Linked DNA regions of Capra hircus: region 2 is linked to region 1. Evidence: chromatin contacts called from public Hi-C data. All regions are on one chromosome and are shown on one strand. Each heading gives the region's core, a stretch centred on a gene start, on an enhancer-like site or on the middle of the called end of the contact. The rest is flanking DNA. Distances are from core to core; before and after follow the strand shown. Region 1 overlaps SDK2 (protein sidekick-2). Region 2 overlaps CPSF4L (putative cleavage and polyadenylation specificity factor subunit 4-like protein).

Region 1 (3,886 bases), core at 177-2,676:
GTGAAGGGCAGCAGCCCCCTGTGGCTGAAGGTGAAGGACCTGGCGGAGGGGATGACCTACAGGTTCCGCATCAGAGCCAAGACCTTCACCTACGGGCCTGAGATCGAAGCCAACGTCACCACAGGCCCTGGAGAAGGTAGGGGAGCCTTGGGTGGGTGTGGGGCCCCCTTCTGACGTGGGGTGGGCCTGAGGGGAAGGATCGGGGAGGAGAAGAGGGGCACTTAAAGGGGGGACATCCCTGATGGTCCATTGGCTAAGACCCCTCGCTCCCAACGCAGGAGATTCCATTCCTGATCAGGGAGCTAGATCGCACAGGCCCCCACCTGAGGGTTCATATGCCGCAGCTAAGATCAAAATCCTGCCTGCCGCAACTAAGACCCAGTGAAGCCGTATAAATTAATTAAAAACAATTTTTTAAATTTAAAAACAAAATAAACAAAGGCAGCGATTCCAGAACACCGCACGGGGAGCGGCATTTGTATGGACGCGTGGGAAAAGAGACCAGCATTCCGTAGGATTCTGACGGCGGCTGAGGCAGAGGAGGGGTGGGGTGGCCAGCTGTGAGGGAGGGCCAGTCGGGCTGCAGGGGTCACCTGTGCCATCAGAGCATTTCTCAAGGAGACACTGATGTCAGAACCCCTGGGGTTCTCGTGATAATGCTGATTCCTGGGGCCCGAGCATCCCTGGGGATGTGCATTTGAACGAAAGAGCCCAAGTGGCTCTCAGGTACCTGCTGTGAGAACCAGGGCTCTGGGGGTCTGCAGGTGTGGAACCGGGTCCAGGGAAGCCTGCTGGCCCCATGCTCCCTAGACAGGGGACAGAGGGGCAGCGTCAGGGGGCAGGCCAGGCCCTGTGTGCTGGTCCCGGGGTGATGGGGCGCACTGGGGACCAGGGAAGAAAGAGTAGCTTCGTCTGGGCTTTGTGACCCTCCCTGGGGTCGTCCTCAGGCTGGGGGAACTCTTCTTCTTGAGGCTGAGGCTTAGCCCCCCAGGGCCTCTTTCATGCTGGATGTCCTCTCCTGATGTAGAGGCCGCCTCCCAGACTCTCTGGATTCCTGTCCCCCCGCCCCCACCGAGAACATACACAGCCCCCCACCATGCTCCCCCTGAAGCCCCTCCTCCGCATCCTCCTTGCCCGCCTCCCTGAGCTTGGAGGGGCTGACCCGGCCGGGCGGCCTCTGCTGCCCAGTGGAAGCGGGTTCCAGGCGGCCACCCTTCACTCTCCTACTGGGAGCTTTCTCCCCGCCTCTGGTTCTGGAGAAGGGCAGTCTGGCTCCCAAGGCTCCCAGGGTTGGAACACAGCCTGCAGGGCCGCAGCGGGCAGCTTGCCAGGGAGCTGCCCTCCCACCTGCCCCCAGCCCCTCCCCAGGCAGGCAGGCGCCTCTCACCTGAGCCGCTTCCCAGGGAAACAAAAGCAGGAAGGGAGCTGGCGGGGGACCAGGGGGACAGAGCAGGGGCGGGGGGGCCTGGAGAGGCCCGCCTGGAGGACACGGTGTTCTAACCTGAGGCCTGAAGTGTCGGGGTTGGGTGGGGGGCGGGGAGGAAGCATGAAGGAACAGGCTCTGAGAAAGCGCCGCGCTGTGCCCGCTGGAGGAGGGGTCAGTGGACGTGCAGCCTGGCACCCTCTTCCCTCCAGGCCAGCTCCGCGGGTGGGCTGGAAGCTTCTAGTCTGGATGACAGCTGCACTCCACCCCAGGTGCTGCCTTGGAGGGAGTGAGAGCCTGGGGTCCTGGGAGCCCCACCCCACTGCTCACACCCGCCTCGGGCAGCGTCCCACAGGCCCCAGGCCCTCCACCTTTGTCCTGGGCTGTGGGCAGGATGCTGGTGCGGGAAGGGAGGAAGGAAGGAAGGCAGGCAGGCAGGCAGGCAGGCTCTGAGGCCCTCCGAGGCCGTGGGCAGGGCTGGGTCATGGGCCGCCAGGCTCAGGAGGTGAGCCCCTGGCCTGCCATCTGGCCGGTCACCTCCCCCGGGGCCTGGAGGTGCTTCAGTCTGAAGCTGGGCTCTCGGCTCCTTCCCCCGAGGCCCCGGGCCAGCCTGCTGCCCACACCCCACTGCCTGCTTTGCTCCCTTGTCCCCCAAGCATGGAGGAAGCACCTGCTATGTCCAGGCTCCCAGGAGGCAGGGCTCCAGGTGCATGGGGAACAGCAGGCGGGGCCCCTGGGGGCCGTAGGAGCCAGCAAGGCAGGGCCCCCTGGCGAGGAAGGGGCACAGGACGCTCTGTGGACAGAGCAGGCTCTGTCCTCTGCCTACAGAACAAGCTCCTCCCTCGTGCTCTGGGCCCTGGGGCTGGCACCCCCAGTGGCCCCTGAGGCACCTGTCACCCCAGGAGAGCCCATCCCCGGGGCAGGGCTAGGTCCTTCCTCCCTCATGGTGGCAGGGGCCCCAGATCCTCCTGCGGCCTTGGCCTCCTCTCTGGCCTCGCCCTTAGAGCCAGTGCAGCTGGGGGCCTTTGTGGCATCACCCCACACACCTCTCCTGGAAGGCAGGGGCTGTGGGTGACCTGGTGGAGAGTAAGTCAGGTCCTGCAGGCCTGGCCGGGATACACTTCTTGAGGGCACGGCATGTGGAGGGGTTCCAGAGACCCTGGCCGGGGCTTTGCACTTGGATCCTCCTACTGGAGCTCAGGGAGACAGGCGGGGTGCCTGGCCCCGCTCTGGGGCATCCCCTCGCCCACCGTGTGTGTGCTTGCAGGTGCCCCCGGCCCGCCCGGAGTGCCCATCATCGTGCGGTACAGCTCAGCCATTGCCATTCACTGGTCCAGCGGAGACCCAGGCAAAGGGCCCATCACCCGCTACGTCCTCGAGGCTCGGCCTTCAGGTACGTCCGCCCAGGCTGAGCCGGCTGGGGGTCATCGCGTGACCAGGCGCTTGTGCTCTGCCGGGGGAAGCAAGGGGGGCCCCTGTGGCAGGTGGGACACGGGACTCGCACCCTAGTTAAGGCTCACCCTGGAGGCCCTGGAGAACAGGGCTTATCGCCGGGTGAGGACCAGCTCGAGTCAGGGGGGTCATCCAAGAAGCCAGAGGAACGAAGGTTTGGGCTCCCATTGGCTAAACGCCCATCGCCTCCACGCGACCCCACTGACCAAAGCCCCACGAGGAGGCTGGCCGTCCCCTGGAGAACCAGCGTGCCTTTGAGGGCCATCTCTGCCTCCCGGCTCTCGCCACAGTACCCATCACGTCCTGGGCTCTCCTCTCGAGCCTGAAATCGAATCATGAGAACCTCTGAAGGCATCAGGCGAGGCTGGATAAGTCACTGACGGGTCACAGCGACACCCGCGCTGGCCCCTCGAGCGCCTCTTCCCGCTCCCTCCGTTGCTAGGTTTCCGGTTCATCAGAGGTGCCAGAGTTAGTGCAGGCTGGAGGCTTGTTCTCGATGTTCCACGGATGCGTGACTAGGTAACCCAAGATGAGAAAGAAAGGCAAAAAGAAGACTGTGTTGCTCCCGCACAAGCAGCAAATGCTAATTGGGAAGCTGGCATCTTGGGAGCTAATACTTCTAATGAGGCCATTGGCACATCCCAGCGACGTGGTTGGTACCACAGGGTGGCTGAGCGCTAATCATCTCGATAGCAAATAATTCACTCCAGCAGTTCCAGGAAGCCGCCAGCACCCGGTCATTGCCTTAATCTTGGGCTAATAATCGCAGTCACAAATATCATGTAAACAGCTATTATGTCCAGCAGCTCAGATCCAATGTGTAGCCGGAACGTACAGGCAGCCTTGGCTCCCTCCTCACTCCAGATGGTCCCTCCCTGGCCCTCCAGGGCCGGCTGCTGACTTGGCCGGGAGACCACCTCCTGCTTCTCCCATCCAGGGCCTGGAGCCTGTTTTTTCCATCCAAGTTGGCCTGCCGGGGTGCCAGGCTGTGGAATGTTGGCCCGGGACTTC
Region 2 (3,721 bases), core at 632-3,131, 84 kb after region 1:
CTTCATCTCCACTGCAGAGTTCAGGGCGCTGTTGAGTCCAGAGGCTGGTTCCCGGAGGCCAGCACCTAGAGGTCCACGCCTCGGGGGGCAGGGACTGAAGGCCCTCCGGCCGCCACAGCGTCCCTTCTGCCTTCTTCGCTCCCAGAGTCGGGCATAGCTCTGTGCACCTTCTTCACCAAAGGGCTCTGTGAGAAAGGTGAGTGGGCAGAGGTGAGGGCTGGCAAGGGTTCAGCTTGGCTGGGACTGGGGTGCTGGATTTGCACGTGAGGAAGGGGAGGTAGGAAGGGCATGAGTTCATTCTCAGGGCAAAGGGCAAGTGGGTGGGGCCATCAAGGGGGCTACCCACCACCTCCCAGGGATGTCCCTGACTGCATAGCATCCATTAGGGCAGGCACGGCTGCCTGCAAGGAGACAGTCCCTTCTTTCTGCCCAGCTGTAGGTGGGAGTGTTTGTGGGTGTCACGTGTTTGCTCCCAGGAGGCCCCTGAGTTCATAATTCTCCCCTGGCCAGGAGAGGGTTTTCCTTCCTGACCCTCTGAGTTAATCTGGGACCTGTTCAGCGGCCCCCTCCATTCCTGTGTCCTAAGAAAGCTCAGGCTGCAGTCTCAGAAACATGTCTCCCTCTCCCCAATGGGGCCCAACCGTGCACTCTTCCAAACCCCTCTCCCCCAGTGAAGACATTCTGTGAGGGGGGGCTGACATAAATCAGGGGTTCCCATCTTTTGGCTTCTGAACCACTCATGGGCTCTTCCTGTAGAAATCCAGTTGCCCCCAGAAGCCTTGCCTCCGGTTTGGGGGTCTCCTCTAGAGAGCCGGGTTGAGAAACTCGGAATGAGTTTAGGACCTGCTTTTAGGATCCAAGTGATTCTGCTCTGGGGAAGCTGGGAGGCCAGGCAGGGGACCGGGAGCCCGTGTGGCCATGTGACTAGTTTATGTTTGGGGCAGCCCTGGACAGTGGGGTGAGGAGGAGAAATGAACTGGTTGGTTACTCCAGGCTTTGAATCCTCAGCTTGGTCCATCCAGTCTCTAGAGCAGGGTTTCACAGAGATACCCTCTTGCAAAGAAATAAAAGTGTTCTTAGGTCTGAAAGGTCAGAGCCAGGTGAGCCAATGGCCAGAGGTGGAGAGTAAGACCATCAGAAGGAACACCTCCCCAGCACCCCAAAAATGCTACCAGAGAGTTGGCTCAGCACAACACTGGTCCTGTTTAGAAACTGAGGGGTATCTTTCCTGCCGATGGCAAGACAGCCTGAACGAAGACCGACAAAGAGCGAAATATAACCTTTCCATTTCCTTCTGAATTGTTACAAGGTTGGCTCTCACGTCACCACCTTAGATCTCCGGAATCAGGAAACAGCGTTTGTATTATTTTTTAAGACATGGGTTCCGCAGGCCCTTAACGAGTTCTTCCTTTGTGCTGGGACCTTGCTGGGTTGGGGGCTGGAGAGACCAGGGCTGGAAACCATACACCCCCCTACCCCCAGCCTCACCCCTGCAAAGTCAGGCTGGAGGGGATGGGGTGTGATGGGTGCTTTGTGGGGGGGCATTCTTGCGGTTCGAGAAGGGCCAGAGCATCATGTCGGGCAGAGAGGGCTGGGGGCTGTTAAGCCATCTCTGGCCCCCAGTTCTAGCCTCTGCCAGGGGAAGGGACGCCAGTACCTCCTGCTAGGGCTGAGATGGGCCAGGCTCTGGGTGCATGGAGCCCCCAGCCAGGTGCTCTGGGTCCCCAGGGAAGCTGTGCCCGTTGCGGCACGACCGAGGCGGGGGGCAGGGAGAAGCGGGTGGCGTGCAAGAAGGGTGACCAGTGCAAGTTCCTGCACCAGTACGATGTTGCCAGGATGCCCGAGGGCCACTTCTTCAAGTCCGGTGGGCGATGCCCCTTCCTGTGCTGCCCCCCGCCCCGAGGGAGGGGAAGGAGGTTTGGGAAGGGCCCCCAAAGGAGGTCTCGAGCATCCCAGGTGGCAGCCCAGGCCACCCTGCTTCTCCAACCCTCTAGAAAAATCGGACCTGTCTTCTGAGCCCTGCTCCACTGCCCTGCCAGACTCAGGCACACGAAGCCCATCCTCCCCACCCCCGCCCCGCCCCAGGGAAGGGGAGGGTGGGGCGGGAATCAAAGGCCGAATTGTTACCCTGCCCTGTCCGGCTAATCACACAGCCACACAGGCTGTCTGGAAAGGAGGCAGTATCTGGAGCCCCAGGGAGGGTCGGAGCCAGTGTTTCCCAAACAGCCCACACTTTCACGGTGAGGCTGGATGCACCTGCCCCATTGCCTCCTCTTTCAACTGTCTCGCTATTTTTCACTTCCTTCAGAAGACAGCTTCACATCGCTTCCCTAAACGGAAAACTGGCATCACTGATTGGGTGCTCCTGTCCTAGCTCAGTCAGTAGAGAATCCCCCTGCAGTGCAGGAGACCCAGGTTCGTTTCCTGGGTTGGGAAGATCCCCTGGAGAAGGAAACGGCAACCCACTCCAGTGTTCTTGCCTGGGAAATCCCATGGACAGAGGATGGGGCAGTCCATGGAGCGGCAAAGAGTCAGACCCAACTGAGCGACTAAACTACCACAGCGTCACTGAAGGGGCAGTCACAAGCTTCAGAAGTTCGGCCCCTGCAGGGACCTTGTGTGGTCAGCTGTGGACCCGCGTGTCCCCTCCCTCTGACCCATCTTTCTCTGGTCGTCCGAGGGGCCGTGCAGGGGGAAGCCACCGCCTCCTTTAAGAACGGGATCTGTGCATGGGTTTCAGGCCTTAGCTTTCCCGATAAACTTTCACAGTTCAGTGCTTTTCAGAGCTGGAAGAAGCCTTAAGGATTATCTAGTCCAGTGGTTTTCACACTGTATTCGGAAGGGGGATTCGGAGGGAGAGGGGCCAGCCTCCAGGGACACCTCTGAGCCAGGCGGCTGGGCTTTGAGATGTCAGCGGGCTGCGGGCAGCTGTTCCTCGTTAGTGTTGATGGGGTCGGGGGAGTCCTGGGTATCCAGGAAGAAGGCGCCCCCTCTCAGGGTCAACAAGAGCTTCCCTCAGGCTCAAATCCTGTTTCCTGCCCCTCCCGGCCAGTGGCGCAGTTCGTGAGGGCTGCGTTCCTTGTAGGAAAGGACCGAGTTTATCCGGAGCCTGGTCCCCCTTGGTCATAAGCTTAAACGACTCTTTATTCTTTTAATTAACCTTGCCTGGTTTCCTTGGGGGACTGGGGGCTGTGCTGGGCCTGGCTTGGGAACAGGACCAGGTCCCTGTCTGCCCTGGAGCAATCCCCAGCGTGAGGGCCTGTGTGGACACCAGGGTTGTGATGTGTAAGCCAGGTTTTTTTCTTTTTTGGCTCTTGGAGCAAATGAATGAATATCTCTATTAGATATACTGTGCATATCGAAGTGTAATTATCGGTCTTACTGGAAGGAATAGTTTTACTTAAAAACTATTGTTGGGGAGATGTAGCAGCGGGAAAGGGCCGCTGAAAGGAGCTAGGAAGCGGGGGTCCTGGCCCTGTAAGTGGATGAGTGCCCGTCGCAAACGTACCAGCCGTTGCGGCCCGGCCGACGGCAGGCGGGGTGCGGGCGCCACCTGCTGGCGGACAGAGGAACGGACAGCCGCACCGGGCGGCGCCGAAAAGGCCGCCTCTGCCCCTGCTCGCCAGTCCCGGGGTCGGGGGGAGGGGGGTCACCTCCCTTCTTCCGAAGGCTGGAGCCCAGAGGGAGCGCTGTGCAGAGAGCCCACGCGGACAGCTGCAAG

The links. A called contact is a pair of places that touch in the nucleus more often than the background predicts.
Region 2: a contact with region 1 is called in a Hi-C map of blood, with 4 times the contacts expected there. The contact joins two enhancer-like sites. A contact is called at or near these places in 3 of 5 Hi-C or Micro-C datasets (blood and liver).

What each region holds. Positions count from the first base shown.
Region 1 is chr19:57,178,870-57,182,755 of ARS1.2, forward strand. SDK2 (protein sidekick-2) reads left to right here. Exons shown (of 45, transcript XM_018063889.1): 39 at 1-136; 40 at 2,691-2,816. Among named protein-coding and RNA genes, the nearest start is that of CDC42EP4, 44 kb to the right of the region's middle. Within about 2 kb of position 1,427, at least 2 of the 5 cell types and tissues checked have an H3K27ac peak or open chromatin away from gene starts, as enhancers often do.
Region 2 is chr19:57,262,695-57,266,415 of ARS1.2, forward strand. It overlaps CPSF4L (putative cleavage and polyadenylation specificity factor subunit 4-like protein), which reads left to right. Exons shown (of 8, transcript XM_018064031.1): 4 at 146-196; 5 at 1,729-1,760; 6 at 1,762-1,864. Among named protein-coding and RNA genes, the nearest start is that of CPSF4L, 14 kb to the left of the region's middle. Within about 2 kb of position 1,882, at least 1 of the 5 cell types and tissues checked has an H3K27ac peak or open chromatin away from gene starts, as enhancers often do.